Linked DNA regions of Mus musculus: regions 1, 3 and 4 are each linked to region 2. The links are chromatin contacts, called in public Hi-C and HiChIP or PLAC-seq maps. All regions are on one chromosome and are shown on one strand. The core of a region is the stretch at or near the end of the contact, and the rest is flanking DNA. Distances in the headings are between cores, read along the strand shown. Region 1 has its middle 6.2 kb from the start of Gm40932. Region 2 has its middle 28 kb from the start of Gmpr. Region 3 has its middle 24 kb from the start of Gm34409. Region 4 overlaps Dtnbp1 (dystrobrevin binding protein 1).

The links. A called contact is a pair of places that touch in the nucleus more often than the background predicts. HiChIP or PLAC-seq counts read pairs in DNA pulled down with a chosen protein or histone mark.
Region 1: a contact with region 2 is called in a Hi-C map of bone marrow-derived macrophages, with 20 read pairs. The contact joins two enhancer-like sites. A contact is called at or near these places in 4 of 39 promoter capture datasets (3T3-L1-derived adipocytes, embryonic stem cells, liver and 1 more), 1 of 15 datasets of contacts at CTCF or cohesin (large pre-B cells), 6 of 484 Hi-C or Micro-C datasets (B cells, the G1E-ER4 cell line, bone marrow-derived macrophages and 3 more), 7 of 115 datasets of contacts at active chromatin or transcription factors (acute myeloid leukemia, bone marrow-derived dendritic cells, embryonic basal ganglia and 4 more) and 1 of 9 other capture datasets (bone marrow-derived macrophages).
Region 3: a contact with region 2 is called in a Hi-C map of bone marrow-derived macrophages, with 20 read pairs. The contact joins two enhancer-like sites. A contact is called at or near these places in 16 of 39 promoter capture datasets (3T3-L1-derived adipocytes, the HPC-7 cell line, HPC-7-derived erythroid cells and 11 more), 2 of 15 datasets of contacts at CTCF or cohesin (both in the NIH/3T3 cell line), 2 of 484 Hi-C or Micro-C datasets (bone marrow-derived macrophages and ganglionic eminence), 1 of 115 datasets of contacts at active chromatin or transcription factors (embryonic basal ganglia) and 1 of 9 other capture datasets (embryonic stem cells).
Region 4: a contact with region 2 is called in an H3K27ac HiChIP or PLAC-seq map of the HPC-7 cell line, with 9 times the contacts expected there. The contact joins two enhancer-like sites. A contact is called at or near these places in 3 of 39 promoter capture datasets (3T3-L1-derived adipocytes, neural stem cells and trophoblast stem cells), 1 of 15 datasets of contacts at CTCF or cohesin (the NIH/3T3 cell line), 8 of 484 Hi-C or Micro-C datasets (the G1E-ER4 cell line, bone marrow-derived macrophages, cortical neurons and 5 more) and 6 of 115 datasets of contacts at active chromatin or transcription factors (the HPC-7 cell line, acute myeloid leukemia, bone marrow-derived macrophages and 3 more).

What each region holds. Positions count from the first base shown.
Region 1 is chr13:45,098,264-45,103,301 of GRCm38.p6, reverse strand. No RefSeq gene overlaps it. Among named protein-coding and RNA genes, the nearest start is that of Gm40932, 6.2 kb to the left of the region's middle. Within about 2 kb of position 1,366, at least 13 of the 459 cell types and tissues checked have an H3K27ac peak or open chromatin away from gene starts, as enhancers often do. A contact at or near this core is called in bone marrow-derived macrophages, where this site is marked.
Region 2 is chr13:45,476,151-45,481,795 of GRCm38.p6, reverse strand. No RefSeq gene overlaps it. Among named protein-coding and RNA genes, the nearest start is that of Gmpr, 28 kb to the left of the region's middle. Within about 2 kb of position 4,350, at least 17 of the 459 cell types and tissues checked have an H3K27ac peak or open chromatin away from gene starts, as enhancers often do. A contact at or near this core is called in the G1E-ER4 cell line, the HPC-7 cell line and bone marrow-derived macrophages, where this site is marked.
Region 3 is chr13:45,049,414-45,054,340 of GRCm38.p6, reverse strand. No RefSeq gene overlaps it. Among named protein-coding and RNA genes, the nearest start is that of Gm34409, 24 kb to the left of the region's middle. Within about 2 kb of position 1,345, at least 4 of the 459 cell types and tissues checked have an H3K27ac peak or open chromatin away from gene starts, as enhancers often do. A contact at or near this core is called in bone marrow-derived macrophages, where this site is marked.
Region 4 is chr13:44,979,765-44,985,103 of GRCm38.p6, reverse strand. Dtnbp1 (dystrobrevin binding protein 1) reads left to right here. Exons shown (of 10, transcript NM_025772.4): 5 at 2,231-2,363. Among named protein-coding and RNA genes, the nearest start is that of Dtnbp1, 20 kb to the left of the region's middle. Within about 2 kb of position 2,118, at least 43 of the 459 cell types and tissues checked have an H3K27ac peak or open chromatin away from gene starts, as enhancers often do. A contact at or near this core is called in the G1E-ER4 cell line, the HPC-7 cell line and bone marrow-derived macrophages, where this site is marked.

The DNA of each region.
Region 1 (5,038 bases), core at 117-2,616, 380 kb after region 2:
ATGACAGAAAGCACAGCACTCCTGCTGTGTTCGTTCCCAGTCTTGACAAGAGTGCCTGCTCACAGTGCTGGGGCAGCCAGCAGTGGGGATAGCATCAGTGTGGCGACAGAGTGGTAGGGGAGCGTTCTGTGCAAACTTACTCCCAGCAACCCCAGCAGTGTGACCTCAGCCTATCGCAGGAAAAGAACTGGATAGTTTCTCCTCAGAGTTCCTTTGTTCCCCTGGGGTAGGCTATCAGACAGGTGGTTCAGAGCCATCCCTTGTGAACAGGGCAATGGTGTAACTACCTTGATGTCCATTCTGCTCCATACTAGCAGGAGCCTGTAAACAGCTCAGGGTGGAAGGGTGGTGAAAACCTGTATCTGCCTTCAGTACAGGCACTGGCATGAATCAGCAAATAGGGAAAGGCTCCCCATCTCTTGGTTCTTGAGAGCGGTGTCCTCCCCCACCATCCAACTCACATCCATCCTTTCCAATGCCAGGCACCCAGTGGGATGGATTGCAGTTGAGCCACTCTGCTGGACGAAACTGGGTGAGACGTCTGTTGGTCCCAGGAATTGGACTAGATTTTTGCACTGATATATTTCTCAGGTTGGCTGAAAGGAACTATAGTTCCTGGTTAAACTAACAACTCTCTGTGGACATCATTTGGGTTTCACTCAGTCTTAGCTTGCTTTCAAATCAACACTGCAATTTGGAGCATTATTGGGAACTGGTTTGGAATCATTGCTCATTGCTTTGGCTCTTGAGAATATAGCTACAGCACTATTCCCCCAACTAATAACCACAGTGATTCCTACTGTGTCTGGGGTTCAGGACATCTGAAAGTCTCCTTGTCCACAAGCCTACAAATGAATTTTGAATTCTCCCTAGACATCAAATTATCTCAGACATAACCTCCAAGGTGACATCAACAGAAGGCTATTTATTTTTATACTGTATAGAATAGAAATTATATTCTCCTAATTATAGAAATTCCAGGTAAACAACCATATAGGTTTGCCTAGCATTGAGTTTTGCCGGACTTGGGAATTTCAGTTTTAGAGCCAAGATTATTTTGGCCAATTAGGACAAGTTGATGATACCATAGGGAAGGGCTGGAGTATTAACACTGCATCTTTCCATTCCTCCTCCATGACACTAGCTGACTGTTTCTTCCTCATCTATAACTGAAGTTGACCCAAGTAAATATGTTCCATGGCACTGAATAGGCCACAGAGAGCAAGCCTGTTGGCAGCACTCCTCCATGGTCTTGTGGAAACAGAAACAAATAAACATTCTTCTCCCTGAGTTGGCTTTTGTCAGGGCTTTACCACAGCAACAGAATGAAACTAGGAAGTTAGAAAAACCCAGGTTCTTTGGTCATTACGGAATGTCAGAGGCTAGCAAACACCTAAGTATAGAAGCTGAGACTTCCCTCTCAGGACTCCTGGGAACTTGGTACACTACCACATTCTAGCTGTGTGGTCTTGCAGAAGTCCTTTCTAAGCTCCTGAATCCTTGATTACAAAGCACCTTTTAGAGTCAGGGGTGATCTGGAGGTGCTGTTCATCTATAAGCACTTGCCTATCGTCCAAGGATTCAACTGTCAGAACTAAAGAAAGGAAGGAAGGGAATGAAAGGGAAGGGAGGGAGGAGTTGAAAAGGAGAAAGAGAAGAAATACTAACAAAGGGAAAAGTAGGAGGGAAGGAGAGGGGAATCAGTGGGGAGAATCTTAGAGGTCAGCACATTGCATTTCACAAAAGACGCTGAGCTCCCGCCAGCTCCTGCCCCTCTGTGGTCACACATATATCCAGGTGTGGTGTGAGACACCATCAAAATGTCTCCCTGTGGATGTAGATTCAACTTCTCATTATTAGAGTTGTATTACGTCTGAGATAGAAGGGGTTGTTGTTGTTTTTGTATGTCATTTTTGTTGTTGTTGTTGTTGTAACAGTATTGTCTTCTCCAAAAATGATCCCTGAGCTCCTGAGATATAAAAATCTAGATTGCAATGGCTGAGAGAATGACTCAGCACACAAGAGCACTTGCTACTCTTCCAGAGGACTGGAGTCTCTGCCACCCACAGCACACAGGTTCCAACCACCTGTAACTCTAACTCCAGGCGACGCTGGTCTCAGCAAACTGTCCTTCATACGGGCATATAGCACAGGCACACAGATGGACATTTTTTTTTAATGTCTTGGTTCTCAAACCTAATCATTTAACAAATAAAGAATCTGAAGCCAGAACAGATGGGTGAATTATGTTCTTGCTAGACAGCACACATCTAAATTCCAATCCTTTTACTTCCAATTTGCTCATCCAATGTTCTTCTATCAAATGGAATCTTGACCCTTTCTTTAAGGATTCTGTGGCTTAGGTAGAGCTGGGAGTTAGGCAGACCAGGAGTAGAACCCTTAGGGAGGTAGTAATGCAATGCGTGTGTTTAATTAAAAGGCATGCAAATTGGTTTTTCTAGAAGGGATTGAGAAGAATTGGGTGCTAAGTGCAAATTATGCCTCAGGCAAGCCAACAGAGGGGGCAGGAGCCCTAATGAGCAGGAGGCCAGCTAACACGAACACAGCTTACTGCCTTCAGGTTAATTCCAATCATGAGATAGTTCTTCATTGCTTGGTTAGTGTGTTCAGCAGGATGTTTGCCTCTGTAACAAATGCCTAAAAGAGGAAAGGTTCATTTTGGTCTTAAGGGTTTCAGTTTGGGCTTGATTGGCTCTGTTGCTTGGGGGTTGTGATTGAGACAGTATATCATGGTGGGAGGCACAGGTAGAGAAGAGTTGCTCACTCCAGAGCAGCCAGAAGCAAAGAGGAACAGTAGGAAACATCCAAGATACACACTAATGGCACATTCCCAATAACCACTTCCTCCCACTAGGCCCCCACCTCTCACAGTTTTACCACCTCCCGAGAGTCTTTAAACTTTGAATTCGTGATCGGTGATTGATTCATTAGGCTAAAGACCTCAGGAACATAATTGTGTTTGGAAACCATTTCGCAGACACACTCAGAACTGTGCTTTACAAATCTCCTAGGTGTCTTGAAATCCAATCGGAATCATAGTGACAGTAACCTAGACATTTTTTGTTAATATATATAGTTCTATAAACACAAAATTTGAGCTCTCTGACCTTTAAACAGAAGGCACCACCCACGGATATAAAGTGGGCTGTTGGCACCAGCTCCTGAGACAACCAACCAGACGATCATACCTTTGATATCTAGAGCGTGGGTAACAGCAGGCTCACCCTGGATTGTCAGAAAGCCTGCAGTGCTTCTCCTGATGTACCTCTATAATGCAGGCTGGTGCCTTCAGATGGCTCTCCCCGGACACATCCTGCTGGGAATGTGAGATCGCTTTTTAAGCTGGGAAGGAACCGAATGTGCAATCAAAAAGCCATGCCCAATTTGCTCAGCCCAGGCAGCTGACAGAGGGAAGGTAGAAAGTGCCTCTTGCCAAGGATAGCTTGTGAAATGGATTAGCGAATCAACCACGTTAGCTCAGCTGTGGCTTTGCGGATCATAGGAAACCCTGGTAGCTGTTGTGTCACCCTCCTCATTCTGGTGAGGAGGGGACTGTGTCTGACCAGGAGTTACTTTAACTACATCCGCCCCCAAAACTGTAGATAAGAATCTGGATTCTGAGGCAATGCTCTCCATTACACTGTGAAGAAAAGTGAGCCCACTTATCCAGGATTCAGGAGAAGTTGAAGAATTAGCTAAACCCGGTAATACTGTACGACAAAGATGAAGTGCTTCTGAGAATAATAGGAGGAATATATAATGTGATGTTCTAAAAGCAAATCCAATTGCTCATTAGATTGAACGGAAAATAGATTTGAATGGAAAATGAAATAAGTGAAACTGTATATAACAAAAGAGATTTCCTAGCTGTAGGTGTAACCTATCTATTACAAGCTGCACTTAGTAGGTCAGAGAAGAATTCCAGTATAACAAAAGAAGTTAGCTCTTGGAGCTTGTCAGAATGGATTTGACACATAGTCATACAACAATAATAGTAATAATAATAATAGCTAATATAAATGTTTATCATGTGCAAAGAGCAAAGCTAATCACATCCATGTATCTCACAGTAGACAGGAAGATAAGTGGTGAAGGGTAGGTGTTGTCATAGTTACCACATTAAAATCCTATTGAGTTGGGTAGTTATTCTCTTGATTTCTCAGGTAAAGAAACAGGTCTCAAGACAGCAAGTTTACACAAGCTGGGGGGAAGGGAGGGGCCTGAGTATTTCCTCATTTCTAACTGATTCAGGAGTCCATGTTTGAACTGACACGATCTAGCCCCTTCCTGGTGTTCGGAATGCCTTTGGTCAAGTTATTTTCTTCCATGTGACTGAAAGGCAGCTGGGTTACTCATGTTGATTTTGATTTATGGTTGAGCGTGTGGGCTTTGGGATGAAGTTCTGACCCTGGCCAGCTATGTGAATATCAAGTTACCTATCTTCATCCCAGTTTCCTTACCTGCAAACAAGGGTTAATAACCCTTCCTTTATAGGGTTGTTGGAAGAATAAACTCTCATAAGTTCTCCATAAATGTTGCCTACTTTTAATCACTAAATGTACCTGTCTTAAACGCAGATGCCCTTCTTATAACATACCTGCCTGGACTGTCTGTTTAAAAGGTGTGGCTACTGTCCAAAGGACATCTTTTTCAGCTTGGAAAGATACCATCATCTAAGCTGACAGCTATAAATTCTAGAATGAAGATTTTTCTGAGGCTGAGTGATGGTTAGAAATAGCCTAAAGCCACAGAGAATGGGAGGTCTATAGTATCAAGTACTATCTGTCTTTGGGCTTTCTAGACACTGGGTGTTTGTGTGTGAAGCTGACTTGAATTATCAGTGTTCTCTACACACGGAGCATGTGGGAAACTGTCATCTCAGCCACAGCCATGGCTATCGCTCTGCAAACAGCAGCTCTGTCAGTTTCTAAAGGAAAACAAAGGCTTGCCTTCATGGAAGACATAGGAGAAGTGGCAGGCAGACTCTCTTGCCAGAGTGTAATGATCTCACATCTGT
Region 2 (5,645 bases), core at 3,101-5,600:
AATGAACTACCTTTTAATAGTTGATTTAGCATCAGATAACACCACGAGATGAGCTAAACTGAGCATGTAAGGTTGGCTGGGGTATTAAAAAGAGTAGGGCTGGAAAGGAAAACAAAAATAAAGAGCAAAAATCGTATTAGTTATTTCAAAGTTACCATTTTGGTCAATGTTAGAGAAAATTGAATTTCTAATTATGCTGGTGAAGACTGACCTGCTTATGAATGCAGCCATTATTCCTCATTCTCTTTTGACTTCTTGGAAAGTCAGGTAAGTGTCACATGAGTGGATTTCACATCAGGTCGGTCTATTGGACCTAGATCATGTCAATGTCAATCCAAGCCAATAGCTAGGTATTATAAATATATATGTATATGTATGTATATGTATATATATACACACACACACATACATATGTGTGTGTGTGTATTTACTAGGCCGAACAGTGATTTGTCATAAACATTAGTTTCAAATGATCTATATCATGGCAACCATGTTGATTTGAAGACAAAAACAGAGAAACACCAAAGTTGCCAAGAGATTTGTACTCAATGGCAAGAGTCCTGACTTGTCTTGGCACCTACAAGAAGATTTCAGAGAGTATCCTGCACTATCAGGTGGGCAGGAGAGGGACTTTTGGGAAGAAGGGACTCTCCTGAGCACACATTAATGGGATGGAGAAAAGGGGAGCCAGCCATCACTTATCCTGAGGCAGATCAGGTTTATGAAAGTGGGTGGATTGAAATTGAACCCTTTGAAGCCACCTAAGTCCTTTCCTTGGAATGCTTTTACATAGCTCAGAAGTTCATGAACCCCAGCGTGAAGCCTGCTGTGTTACACTTTGCCACCTGAGTCCATAGTAGCACAGATACCAGAAATATGTTTCATGCAATAGAAAGTCCGAGAGCAAGGCTCAAGCTGATCTGCCTCCTGGCGAGGGCTCTTTTTCTGGTTTGCAGATGGCCACTTTCTCTAACCATGAGTCCTCACGTGGGGGGTGGGGGAGAGAGAAAGAAAGAGAGAGAGAAAGAGAAAGAGAGAGAGAGAGAGAGAGAGAGAGAGAGAGAGAGAGAGAGAGAGAGTCAGAGTCTTGTGTCTATTCTACAAGGCAGTGGTTCTCAACCTGTTTCACAGAGGTCATCTAAGACTATCAGAAAAGACAGATGCTTACATTATGATTCATAACTAGCAAAACTACAGTTATGCAGTAGTAACTAAAGTAGTTTTATGGTTAGGGGTCACTACACTATGAGGAACTGTGTTAAAGGGTCGCTGCATTAGGAAGGCTGAGAACCATCATTGTAAGGACACTAATTCTATGAATTCAGAGTACCACCCTCACAATCTCATTTGATTTTAACTACTTCCTGTCTCCACATAAAGCCACTGTAGAAGTTGAGACTTTAGCATATGATTTTGGGGACTACAGGGGGGTGCTATCACAAATATTGAGCCTGTGATCTCTTCCCATGTAATTATTTTTTTAGGACATTTTTCAGCTTGTAGATAGGTTGCTCAACAAAGAGAGCATTGGCTAAGGACCTGTCAGCACCTTGCCAGTGACCTTGGTCAGAGGCACTGAGCTTTGTCTGTGGTCTGAAACAGAAGTCCGAGATCTGAGGGCTTGACCTACTGCCCCGGTGCCCTGTGTTGTGGGAATATCTGCCCTACCCTTGGGAGTCTACAGTTTCCACCCGGATGGATTCCTTGACGTAGGCAGAAACTTTCCCCTCCCACTCTTAGGAGCATTAGTAATCACGTATGGCCCATTTCAAAGCCCTTTGGCCTCAGTGGAATCTTGCAATGCTTCCCTAAATTTCCATCCTCTTAAGAGCGTGGTGGTTCTATGATAGTGAGATGGTAGATAATTGTATTCTGGAAGCTTCTGATGGCCTCCTCTCTCAAGTACGTCCTAGAGTTGGAGGTCAGGCTGGTTGCTTGGAGGACGTGTTGGGGAGTGAAACTGAGCTTTGACATTTAAGGCAATTTTCACATCCATTCTTAGACACCTTCCCAAAAGGATTTACTGAGATAGTAACATAATAACACACACAACACATACCCTTCCCCACAGGCATACACACACACACACACACATACACACACACACATATACATACATACTTGCACACGCATACACAAATAAACAAACTAAAGTTGGATCAGAGGTATCAGTGGTTCCCACTATTTGGGAATCTGTCTGAGGCAGGAGGATCACTTGAACTCAGGCTGAACAACATAGTAAGATCTTGTTTCCAAACAAAGCAAAAACTTGCTCGTAAAATTAAAATCCCATGTTAGTTCAAAATAGAACTTTCCAGACTAAGTTTTATAAAGATGATTTTAGGAATGAAAAAAATAAATGTATTAATAAATGAATAAAAATATTTTATTATTAAAGAAAACTAAGGCCCGGGTATGTTCAAGGACTTGTATAAAGCGCCTAGTTAGTGACAGAGGCCATGCCACAGTTCACTTTTCCATCTTTTTAGGTTAGTGTTCCTTTCAAAAGTAGTGCACAGTGGTACAGCCTCCTCCTATCAGATGAAAAGTCCCGATTGGTGGCTCAGAGACCAATCGTGAGTGAAGGTGCCTTGGAACATCCATCTGACTCACAGCCTGGCTCTGGGAACAAGAGAACAGAGCACAGGGCCTGGCCAACATGTATGGGCTGTCCAGGGGAGAAACCAAGGTGTATGAGTGTTAGGGACCATGGAAAAAGTCATTTCCAATAAGGAAGCCAAGCAGAAATGAAGGATCTAAGGTAATGAAGTTCTCGAGTTCAAGCAGGGTTAGCACTATTTCGTCACATAGCTACAAGAGATTGGTGGTGTCTGCCAGCTGTAACCCAGGAAGGAGCGATCTTTAACTATCTAATCCGAAGCCATCTGACTGTTACTCTGTGAATCACAGCAGTGAGATCATGTGTTCTTGTGGAATGTATTCACACCTTCTGGTCTAAGAACAGGGAGATTATTTGACACATTTAAATAAAATGTTTCCAACTTAAAAAAAAAAAAAGGCCCAGGTTGATTATAGCTTCTGCAGGCTTTTAGGATATTAGTGAACTTGTACAGTCTTGTTACTTTTCCTAGGCACTGTTCTATGGCTGTGAAGAGACACCATTGGTGTCTACCTTGGTAGGCAGCTCCTATAAAATAAGACATTTAATTGGAGGCTGACTTATAGTTTCAGAGGTTTACTCCATCCTCAGGACAGAGAGCATGGCGGCAGGCAGGCAGGCAGGCAGGCAGGCATGGTGCTGGAGAAGTTGAGAGCTACACCTGCTCCTTAGGCAGAGAGAGAAAGTGGGGAGGAAGGAGGGGAGGAGGAGGGAAGAGACAGAGAGAGAAAGACAAAGAGACACATGCCGACAGAGACAGACAGACAGACAGCAGACTAACTGACTCACTGGGCTTGGCACAGGCTTTGGAAACTTCAAAATCTACCCCTCAGTGACACACCTCCTCCAACAAGGCCATGCCTCCTAATCCTTCTCAAGTAGTGCCACTCCCTGATGACTAAGCATTCAAACAAGTGAGCCTACAGGGACCATGCTTATTCAAATTATCGTATTTCTTATACTATAAGAACTGAAACGCTCAATGAAATCTCAACATGAAGCCCTAAGTTTGATCCCCAGTACTGTAGTAAACCAACAAATAATCAGGACAACTGCAAAGTCAGTAGAAAGAAAAAGCAGGGACTAGAGATACACACACACACATACATACACACACACATACAAACACACACACACATACACATACACACATACACACACACACACACACACACACACACACACACACACACACGGGCATAAACACCACACACAGGCACACAGAGGAAAAATCTCGTATTTCTCAAGGAACTTACAAGGAAATACATCATTCCTGATGGCTGGTTTCTTGTCACCAAATTGAAGAAGTGACTTACCAGAGGGGCTTGCTCTTGGCCACTATGTAATAAAGCTATAAATCATTAAGCAATCAGGTTCTGTCAGTGATAACTGAGAAACTGCTGCTAGAACTCACATTTTTCTGGGCAGGCTGGCAAGAATCGGCAAGGATGCTATTTATCCTTAGCATGCAACAGAAACGACTCCATTTTACACAGCCTCTCAGTATTTCTCACCTTTCCCTCATCTTGGATGCTGGAAGCGTCTTTTAATTAACTTACACCTTCATATGTCATGTCTTGTGTCAACATCAGGAGTTCTGGAAGAAACTGAAAGTGAGAGTCAAGAAAATGCTAAGCCAATGTCTCATCTCAACAATTTAGGTCTTTTGTGCTGGAAAATGATGCTGGGAGTAATGTGCCATTGCTTCCAGTAGAGGGCGCTCAGACACTGGCTTTCAAATTTACAGTTCTTCAGCTAGCTTGAGTAGGAATTGTCTTTATCCATGGCTGTGTCCTTGTAGAACTCCGATTTTCTCATGGCTCTAGTGGAATGCTCTGCCCATACCAACACACACTACACCCTTTAAGGAAAACTAGCTGCTGGTGGCAATTGGGCTGACAACAGAGTTTAATTAATTAAGGGGAGATCGAAGGAGTTACTGACCAGAGGTGGGCAAGACACTAAAGGATCAGAAAGTGACTCAGAAGAGTTGGGAAACTCTGCTATGGTCCCATAACTTATGTAGAAAGCACTCAGAAACACTGCGTGAGTTGCCCAGACAGAAGAGATGAGCTTTGGCCAACAACAGAACAAACTTTACAGCTGGCACACGCCAGGGGACCTCAGACTCTACAGACAGCAAAGACACAGGGTTCAGAACACCCATGTCATTTACTATAGTATTATCTAACATAAGACATATGTACATATATGTCTATATGTATATCATGTATTGTCAACATGTATTGTGTATATGTATTCATGTATTGACTAGCATATATACCATGTAGTGTCTATATGTATATTACATATTGTCTAGCATGTATATCATGTGTTGTCTATATGTATATATTACACACACACACATATATATCATGTATTACCTATATATCACATATTGTCTATATGTGTATCATATATTGTTGTATGTATATCACATATTGTCTAGATGTACATCATGTATTGTCTAGCATGCATATCATGTGTTGCCTAAATTATGTCATGTTTTACCTATGCATATATCATGAATTATTTATATATATATCATATATTGTCTGAGTATATATAACATATTGTCTAGTATGTATATAATGTATTTATATGTATAGAAAGTATTGTCTAGTATGTATAACATGTATGACCCTGTCCCTAGAGAGACAGAAGAACCCGGGTGACTAGATATCTGATCATGATAGAGAGGAAGAGGACACTCTTATGTTCCACTGTTGTGACAACTTTTCCCACTGTTGTCCCTGCCCTGCCCTTGCTTGGGCTTCTGAATGCCCTGAGGCCAAGCCTGAGCCGGAGGCAGAAGTTTATTTCTGCACTGGGCACTGACCCTAAGGCCTCATGAGCATCGGGCCAGTGTTCCATCCTTGGTCTCTACTTCCAGCTGGAGTTCCCGCCTCGGTTTCCTTGACTAAAACTCTGGGCTGCTCTTCCCAGAGACCACAGTTGGGGTTACCATCTACCTTCCAAACTTGTCTCAGCTTGGCACAGAGCAGGGCCACTTCCCTGTGTCCTT
Region 3 (4,927 bases), core at 96-2,595, 420 kb after region 2:
CAGGCAGAGCACTGGAGCAGTAGCTGAGAGCCCACAGTGTCCTTCAGCCAGACCATCTGGTTCCACAAGACCACTTATGTGCTTGGGCACAGGGGACAGAAGTTTTTATGCTAAATGGGACTTAACTTATTCTGAAGGAATTTGCTTGCCCAAAGAAAGTCTGTAAAACACGGATAAGTTAAGAAGCTCCTGAAAGGAGAGGTACCCTTCCCATGTGGGCAAAGATGGTTCACGTGGGCTATAAAAATGTGTCTATCTGTGCTCTCCTATGAGTCTGGGAGGCAGAGATGGGAGAATTCCCAGAAGCTTCTTGGCCAGATGGCATAAGCAGCTGCAAATAGCAAGAGAAATTCTGTCTCAAAAATGGCGGAAAGCAGGATTGACTCTTGAGATTGCTGCCATCACCTCTCTCTCTCTCTCTCTCTCTCTCTCTCTCTCTCTCTCTCACACACACACACACACACACACACACACACACACATACATACACACACACACACAAACTCACACATACACACATATTCACACCACACACACATACACACATACACACAAACTCGCTCATACACACACATTAACACAAACACACACACACATTCATGCACAGAAACACACATACACACAAACTCACACACATACACTCACACATTCACAAACACATACTCACACTCAGAAACTCACAGATTCACACATTCACAAACACACACAAATTCCTACCACACACATACACACAAACTCACACATGCACAGATTCACACACACACATATATACAGACATACACACACACACAAACTCACACATACACACACTAACACACATTAACACACACACAAACTCACACATATACACACTCACATTCACACCACACACACATACACAAAAAATTCACATACACACATTCACACCACACACTCACACACACACAAATTCACACATACACACAAACTCATATTCACACCACACACACACATACACACACATACCAGGTATATAGCCTTTACCTGTACAGGAATTTTTAATTCTGGCTGCATCACTTGCATGCTACATGGCTGCTGTTAGCTGGATTGCCTCCTCTAACCTTGGCTTTTCTCATTGTCGGACAATAGTGAGGTAGGACTATCAGCCTTGTGGGTGCTGTGGAGAACATAGAGTGTCCAGCATATAACCATGCACAGAAGGCTACGACAGCGATTATAATGATTGGAGGACAGGCTGTGTTTTAAAGCCACTGTGAAGGGGTTGATAAGATAAAAGCATGCTGTCAGGATGCAGTGTAAGACAGCTCTGACGCTCCTCTTTTCACACCTCCAAACCCTCTCTCTCTGCCTTTGGAAAAGGTGGAAATTCTTTTTGACAGGACAAGATTATGCTAAAAATCACCTCCTCCTGCCAGAGTGTGAGGTCTCCGATGTCTCTGATTCATCGCTTAGCTTTCTGGGTCTGTTAGATGATTTCCTTCTGTCGGTCGCTTTAAGTTTGACTCTGACAACTTAATCACAGTCTACCAACACAATCTATTGTATGAGCAAATTCAAAGGAAAAACCAAAGCCTGTGCCAATAGGTTAACTGGCAAAATGTATCAGTCAACCTCTGAAAACAATCAAAAAGGAAATACATATAATAACGCCTAATTCCCAAAGATCTAGATACTATCCTACAAGATAAAATGCTCTAACCATTTTTTATTAAACTCTAAAACCAGACATGTATGTTGACATTGAACTTATTATTCAATGTTGCAAATTTGAACAATTAAAATTAGAGTAGGAAATGAAACAGCCGACATACACATTGAGTTAGAGAATATCAAACGCCATGTTACCAAAAGAAGTATTAGAATCAATAAGGAAGTGAGGTCAGACTGCCTGACTAAGGAAGGACTTACAAAGGGCAATAATTTCACAATGAAGATAGGAACTATGCAGCCTTGGGGAAATTTTTAAGAAATGGGGAATATAGAAATATAAACATATGGGGTTTGTTCAAAACAACTATCTCTTCCAAGTTTGAAAAAAAGAATGAGGAAAAAAAAGGCAAACTCAAATCACCAACAGGATGATGAAACTTATGAGCAGTAGAGAAAATGTAAATTAAAATAATCATTAGATTTCATTTTATACCCTACTATACAGCAAGTAGAGGGTTTTTTTAAATGTGTGGAAAGCTTATTGCTGGCAAAAACACTGATAGGAAGGAGAATTATTTCATCTTTAGGGAAAGCAGGCTGGACACAGCCATTTCACTTAAATATCACGCACACGCGTGCGTGTGCACACACACACACACACACACACACACATACACCCTTACCTATTTTCAGTATTTTCAGAGGGGAATTCACATTAATGATAAAAATCTTACAAGTATTTCCTTTAAGAGGGAAAAAAAAAAAGGTAGGCAGTTTGGGTGACATTACTAAATATTAACATTAAGCCAGGTCCTAACCAGAACAGTAATTTTTTTTTTAAGTTGAAAGAGGTGTCAAAGAAGCCAAGATTACCATTGTTTCCAGAACACAGAATTATATGTTTATTCTGGAGGTCATAGGGCCCACTCTTGTTTAGCTGCGTTAACATGGCCCTGAACTTCAGTCTAAATACTTGTGTTTGTAATCGTAGTCAAACGTTACTCTCAGGTTAACCAGAGAAGCTTCTCCTTGCAGTCAACGGCAGTGAATGCAGAGACTCATGGCCGCTCAAGATGCCTAGAATAAATAGCAATTGAGTGCTAGCCTGAAATAGGACACTTCTATAAACCCTTCTAAAGCTCAGGGGGCATGGTGGAAGAGGTGGTAGCAAGGCTGTAAGAAGCACCCTGAAGGGTTGCAAAATACTCTCTTCAGAGGATCACACAGCCATTGCAAACGTGATCTCAAAGCAGTTGCAGTTGCCTGGACTAGGCCTGAGCAAGACTCAACAGGCAACCATGTGTCAGCAGAGGGCTCATAGGGCCCTAATCCTCCCCCACTGAACTATTTGGAAACTGATGATTTCTAGAGAGGGACAGTGATGGCCATCAGTTGTGTTCCAGATGGTGTGCCTGCAAGGCTTCAGTGGGTAGTCCCAAGCATGGGGCTGCACAGATATCCTGGTTAAAATCAGCGGTTCACAAAAACAAAACAAGAAAGTATGAGAGAAGAAAACTGGGGAGGAGGAGTGGGTATGACAGAGGTAGCAGGGAGGTCAGAGAGAGTCACAGTGACAGTAAGAACGTACCAGACACACATGAAACTGTCACAGAACGCATCTAACTGATGAGCATAAGAATTCATAGGAGAATTGTCAGAACTTTTGTTTAACAAGTTTGCTTAATACAAATATATACATCTGAATATGTAAAATAAAAAATAATTTTGTAGTTTCTCATGTGTAATAGCACCAAAAATAGCAGATGCCAAGTAGCATACTTCTTAGTAGTGAGAAGTATGTAAGATCATGGAGGAAACTAACCCACACAGATAGAGACGTGTGTGTGTGTGTGTGTGTGTGTGTGTGTGTGTGTGTGTGTGTGTGTGTATGAGAGAAGAAAACTGGTGAGGAGGAGTGGGTATGTGTACACATGTGTGGAAGCCAAAAGACAACTTGTAGAAATAGGTTCTCTCCTTCCACCATGTAGGTGCTAAGGACCGAACTCAGGTCCTCAGGCTCGGCAGTAAGTGTCATTTACCCACTGAGTCATCTTGCTGGCCTCACCAACACATAAACTTAACAGGTCATCCCCACCAGCAAATGGTTAAGTTGGAAGTCCAAGTTTATCAGGAGGACCCTGTCAGAAAGTTGTGGACTGGGATGTTTAATGATGAGAATCTCTGAAGATTTTTGTGTCTTCTCACAAGTCTTTGCAGAAAGTAAAAACAAAACAAACAAACAAACAAACACCCGAGGTCAAGAGAGGACGGTTGAATCCAAGAGTACCACTAAGCAATGAGTGAGTTTTTGAGTTATCCATGCAAAGCCATTGAGGAGTGGATCTAGTCATCCTTTCAAAAATTGGCTGACATATCTCCAGTGTAGAGTGCTTGTCTGCCCCGTGTGATGTCTGGGATCAATCTCCAACACAATCAATGAACCAATCAGTCAGTCAATCAATCAATCACTTTCCAGTGAAAGTAAAATACTTGTCTCCTAAGGAGAACTGCGACAAAGGGCCAGGAAGTTGAGAAAACCCCAAGCTGGCCTTTGTCTCAATCATCAAAGATAGCAGCCTCCTCCATGTCTGGTGGGGTGAAACTAGCACTGTGTTCCGTCTATTAGATTTCAAGACCAGCCACAAAAAATGGGAGCAGCTTCCAACTCGGCTGCTTCTCTTGTCAGTGTAGCAAGACTCTTGGCAACTTTCTTATTATCTCAGATCTCCAAGCTATTTATATACTGGCATCGGAAAACATATTATTTGCAGAAATGCCTCTGGATCTTATGTCATTTATACAGGGACAGAAGATGTTTTCAAAGAACCATATTTTTGTAGTATTTTTTGCAACCAAGATGGGATAAGCAGTGATCTGCCAGGTTGTGTGGGTGTAAAAACAGTCTCCATGAACTGTTCTCCGATTCTTCTTTGGCTGTTTAAAATCTATTCAAGTATCTCCGTCTGCCCACACTTCGATTTTTGTCACTTTTCCATTGATCAATTTGCAGACTAAAAGCAGATAGCAGTGCCTCTGGGGTCCCTTTCTGAATCCTGTCCTCTTCCCATGGGTTTTATTGAAATGGGGCCAGTATCAGCGCACTTTAGAAGGCTTGTGTTAATATGGAAATAAACAATCAAGTGAATAATGGATATGTCTTCTTTCGCTTCCATGAGCTCCTCATTAGCTTGTATTCTCTCCTGGTGCCAAGACAGGATTAGTCAGGATTCTCGGAAGGAGATGCCAGTGAGGGGGATGGAGAGTGGGGGAGCCCAAGGTGGTAAGAAGAGCTGGGAAG
Region 4 (5,339 bases), core at 869-3,368, 490 kb after region 2:
TTTGACAGGCTGAAGCAGGAGGATTGCTCTCATCTTGAGCTCAGTCTTGGCTACAAAGAGAGTTCCAGGTTCTCCTGGTCTATACAGAATTATTATCTCAGAAACATAAAAACAAACCAAACAAAAACCCTCTCAGTAATGTGACCTTGAAGCTTACAAATGGGTAAATGAGTGTCTTTTTCAGTATTGCTTAAACTTGTGTTCATGTCAGGTCTGTCCCTGATAAAATAATAGCTTTTTATCAGACAGCACCAATCTCAGGCAAGGAGATGGGCTGTTCAGTGTTGTCAAGAAATTACTCTACAATTATTTCTACAGTATATTCTTTAAAAGATTATTATTCGTTTATGTGTGTGGGTGTTTTGCCTGCTTGTATGTGTGTGCACTCCATATGTGTCTAGTGCTATGGAGGCCAGAAGAGGGCATTGGTTTCCCTGAAACTGGAGTTCATTTGTGAGCTACCATGTGGGTGCTGGGAATCAAACCAGGCTCTGTAGACTATCAGCCAGTGCTCTTAACTGCTGAGCCACCTTTCTAGTTCCCAGAGCATATTCTTATATACTTGTAGGGTTCAGAGCAGTGTCTATGAAAGCACACAGCTATGGTCGGTGGTAATTGGATTGTTTATAAGCTTTGTCTAAGCAGTTGTGGTTTCCCCCTCCCTCCTCCACAGTCTACAGACAAATAGTTAAAAGTTACTTAAGGATTAGGCATCCATGGTAGTTTTCCGAAGCTAGACTTCTAGTGTTTTCCTTTTAATTCCTATTATTGCGAAACAGTTTCTAGTCTTTAGATTGAACTCTTAAGAGTAATGGTTTTATTTAGCAGTTTGATTTGTTAAGTGAGCTGAGTGAGACTTCACTTCTCTGCTCAGGGTGCATTTCCTGTGACAGGAGGGGAGGTTACAATTTCTGATTATCATCTTTGGTGCACTAATTTGTTTTGGTCTTACACAAACAGCCTGGTCTCTGTCTTTTTTTTAATCCATAAAATGTGTCAGACACCACTTAACTTTGCTTAACAAGCAAGCTTGTTCAGATAGACTGAATGAACTGTAGAGTTTTATGCTATGTTAATTAGTTTCATTGCTCTGACAAAATACTTGAGCTAATCAGCTTATTAAGGAGAAAGGGTTTGCTTGGCTATCATTTTGCTTTATGACTGGTCCTTTTGCTGTTGGTTAGACAGTGTGCCATGTTGGGAGCATTTGGTGGAAGAACTATGTTCATCTCACTGTAACCCAGGAGTCTGTCACCCAGAGGAGGAGCCTGGAATCCCCATCCTTTCAAAGACATGCCCGTGGTGGTTTAGCTTTCTCACGCTTAGCCTCACCTATGAAATGTTCCACTGTCTCCCAGCTACTCTGCATACACTGTTAGCTTGCAAGCCTTTGAGGAACATAGAAGATGTAGTTTTTGTAAGATAATATATCTAAATTGCTTAACCCAGAGTCGGGCTTGTAGCAGATGCTTAGTGTGTTGTACCATTGTATAATCATCTGTGATGGTTTGACAGTTGTTCACCCTCACATTTTCTTAAATTAAAATACTTTAGTGTACTCTGCTATATTCTTTCTACCTAAAAACTTTATGTCCTATATAAAGAATGTAATTTTTAGTTTTGTGTAAAGTTAGAATTAATAAACCATTTTTAAGCCTTAATATTTAAATATGCTGTGCTTTGATTTTTGGTAAGAAGTAGTTTTTGTCTAAACCTTAGTTATTTTAGACTTTTCAAGTTATCTAATGAACCATGGTATGATCTATAATGCCTTAAAAAAGATTATGCTGTGTACCAGACAAAATATTTTAACTTCTTCTCAAGTTAGCAAGTAATTACCAGTAAATCACTTTTTTATTTGTTTCTGTGTATTTGCTTTTTGTTACTTTTTTGTTGTTGTTTGCTTTTTGTCTTATTTTTCCTAGGTATGAATTTTCCAATGAATAGTTTCCTTAATAGTAGAACATACGTAGAAGATGTCAGCTTATTTCTGACCTTGGAGTCTTTGGGTTAGATGTCTGATACAAGAGCAGTTTGAGGTCTGCTGTACAAATACTGAGTTCCTTCCTCTTCTAAGAAAAACCAGCAACACAAGTGGCACTGTCTTCAGTGTCACTGCCATCTGTAGACCATGGAGGGTTGCTAAAGACAAACTGGCCGGGCCTCGGCTCGTTGACTGACTGTGTGCTTGAGATGTGGTTTTCCTGAGCCCCGCTGGTCTGTGTTGCAGCTGGTGGACAGCGAGGTGGTCATGCTGTCTGCCCACTGGGAGAAGAAGAGGACCAGCCTGAACGAGCTGCAGGGGCAGCTGCAGCAGCTGCCCGCTCTCCTGCAGGACTTGGAGTCTCTGATGGCAAGCCTGGGTAAGTGTGGCCTGTGTGTGAGAGCAGTTTCAAAGCCCTCCAAGAATTCATCAATTCTCAGCTATTGCTTTGAAAATAATAGTGCATTCTTATTGTTATATAGAAATGTATTCATTTCTAAAATTTACCACTAATGCTTTCTGCCTACAGTAAGCTAAGGAAATAATTTTAGTTTTGTTGCTTTGTGTGTGTTACCTATTTGCCTATGTCTGCCCAAATGTTTGTATGCATACAGGTGCTTCTGCATATGGAGGGGAGTCAAGTGGGGTGGGGGTGGGGGTGTTGTTCCTCCAGAGCTCTTGGGATGTTTCATTATGACTTTGAAACAGTATCTCTCATTTTGCCATGATACTCACTGGTGAGGCCAGCCAATGGGCCCCAGGGATCTGCCTGTTTCTGGCTCCTTAGTGCCATGATTAGAAGCAAGATATTTTGCTTGGCACTTTATGTATGTACTGGGGATCCAACTCAGGCCGATCTTCTTGCTTAAGCTACAAGCATTTTGCTGGCTGAATCAGCTTGCCAGCCTTTGTTGATCTTTTTTTAAAATAACTCAAGACTGTCATTAGGTCTTTTGTTTAAAAGTGTAAGTTGAATGAATGAATGAATGAATGAATGAATGAATGAATGAATGAATGAATGAATTGGACTTACAGTAACTATCCTGGCCAGAGGATGTCCTCCAAACATTGCTTTTAGAATTTAGGCTTTCAGAAATTCATGTCTTACAGTATGTTTTTACCCTTCAGGCGATAGACATGAGGTCAGATGAGTTCTGCTGCATTTGAAGTTTGTGGAAGTTTGTTTTCTTCATTTTTCATTTGGATGGGTTTATATTCAGAGAATTATCTGTTGTGTTTGATGCATGTACACATGAAGGTAATATTGTGGGTCACTGCTCTCAAAGGACAAAATTAGAACAACGTAAAGATCACAAAATGGCTTTACTTTTTAAATTCTAAATTGTAATTTATTTTAATTCTAAAATAGAACACTATTAGTTTACTAGTGCTTTTACAGACAAAAAAGAAAGTAAGGAAATACAAACAAAAATTAAAATGTATTAGTCATTTCAAAATTATTTTGCCAGGCAGGGACAGGGAGGCAGGTCCTTGAATTGCCTTACTAGGTCTAGCAAACAAAGCGATAGGTTTCATTATGTTATTTCCATATCTCGTACTATGCTTATATCTATCCTTACGACTGTCGTTCTGTCCTTCCTTCTTTCTCTGGAGAGAGAGACAGGAAAGTGTAGCATATTTCCTTTCACAAGGGACATGTGTGTGTGTGTGACACAAAGGTGGAAGGGACCGTTGGGTGTGGGTAAGCTTAAGGCTGAGGGGCTGTCACCATGCTAAGAGCCAGGCTACCACTCAGTTTCACTTCAGTGCGGTGGGATGTCAGCTCGAGTGACTGGTGAAGATGCCTAGTCCAAGATGGTGGCTCCCTTTAACTTTTATTCAACACTCTTTTCTCCCTTAGCTTAAGTTTGGATGGATGCGGGGAATGGGAACTGCATGCACAGAAGATAACTCTTCATGCAGTCCCGTGGGGAGCAGAGCACCTTTCCTTCTCACCTTTCACTGTCCCCTCCTCTACAGCAGTCACCAGTGGGTCTGCAGAGAGTGATCAGCAAATCATAGAGCAGTGTTCTGTGTCCAAATAGACAGAGCTCTCTTGGACACTGTCCCTGTGACTACTGCCCGGCTGGTAGCAGCTACACGACGGAGAGCTTTGTTGGGCACTTCACAGAGACCATTTTAGTTCTTACAAGAACCTCACAAATGAGCCTTTACCATCCCTGCTCTCTACTACAGAAAGAAAGGCTGGGACTGGGTTAGGGCCTCACAGTGAGTGAGACATTAACAACACAGCTGTGCTCTGGGTGATGAGGCAGTAGGAAGGCAGCCTTCAGAAACTGTGGTCTTCATGTCCTAGGCTCTTACAGAGACCTGCTGGGCCTGAGAGTTGTTTCTGAAAGCATGACCTAGAAAGGGGACCGTGTGTCTGAGGAGAAATGTAGAACATCTGTCTCTCTGGCCCTCCTGCATTGTTCCCTTTCTGTTGGTTTTCTCCCTGTCGTTAGCAATCCTTCTAACTGGTAGACATTGCCGTTCTTAGCCACGTCCTTTCAGCTCACCTGCTCGAGCCTTTCCCAGTCACTTGATCATCGTTGTTTTATACTGACTGTCCCCTTCTTCCCACAAAGGAGAATATTTTCTCTTTGTAGTTGTTCCTTTGTTAATGCCACTTACTAGTTGTATACATTATGTTACAAGTATTTTCATAGTTATTTTTATTTGGGAATTGCAGCCTAAGTCTTTCTTAAAATATACTGTGTTTCGAGGCTAGAGATATTGAATGACTGAGAGGACGAGGAAGGATCACCACTAGTTAGAGGCCAGCCTGGGCTACGCAGTGAATTCCAGGAAAGCCTTGGCTAAGAATAAGACCATGTCTTAACAAAACAAAGCCATACCAAAAAATAGTGAATGACCATGTGAGATAGCATCTTGTCAACACAGAATATGCTCAAAGAAAGTTGTTTTGAAATTGTAACACTTTTATCTAAACAACTTAATTTCATAGAATCAGTACTGATACCATAATGGAAGCTTTATAAAACCTGGTTTTATGGGTTAGCTTTTTAAAAATGTCTTTGTCATTGATGTACTTTAGGAACTAATATTCAGTGAGCTCGGGCATCATTCTTAGGTTCTGGAAGTGTTTAGTGTTTCAAATGATAATTCATACATTATTGAGTTTCCTTTTTGATAGCTTCAAAATATTAAGTGCCCTGTCATAACCTAAAAATTTGGGCATCATCTCACAAGGCTTAACTAGTTAAACAATACCAAAATTTAAATGCAACTTAGAAGAAAATAGTAACTGACCTTAACTGTGATTTTTTTTAAAGTGTGTGTGTGTGTGTGTGTGTGTGTGTGCGCACGCGCACATCCCCATTTGCCCTCCCGT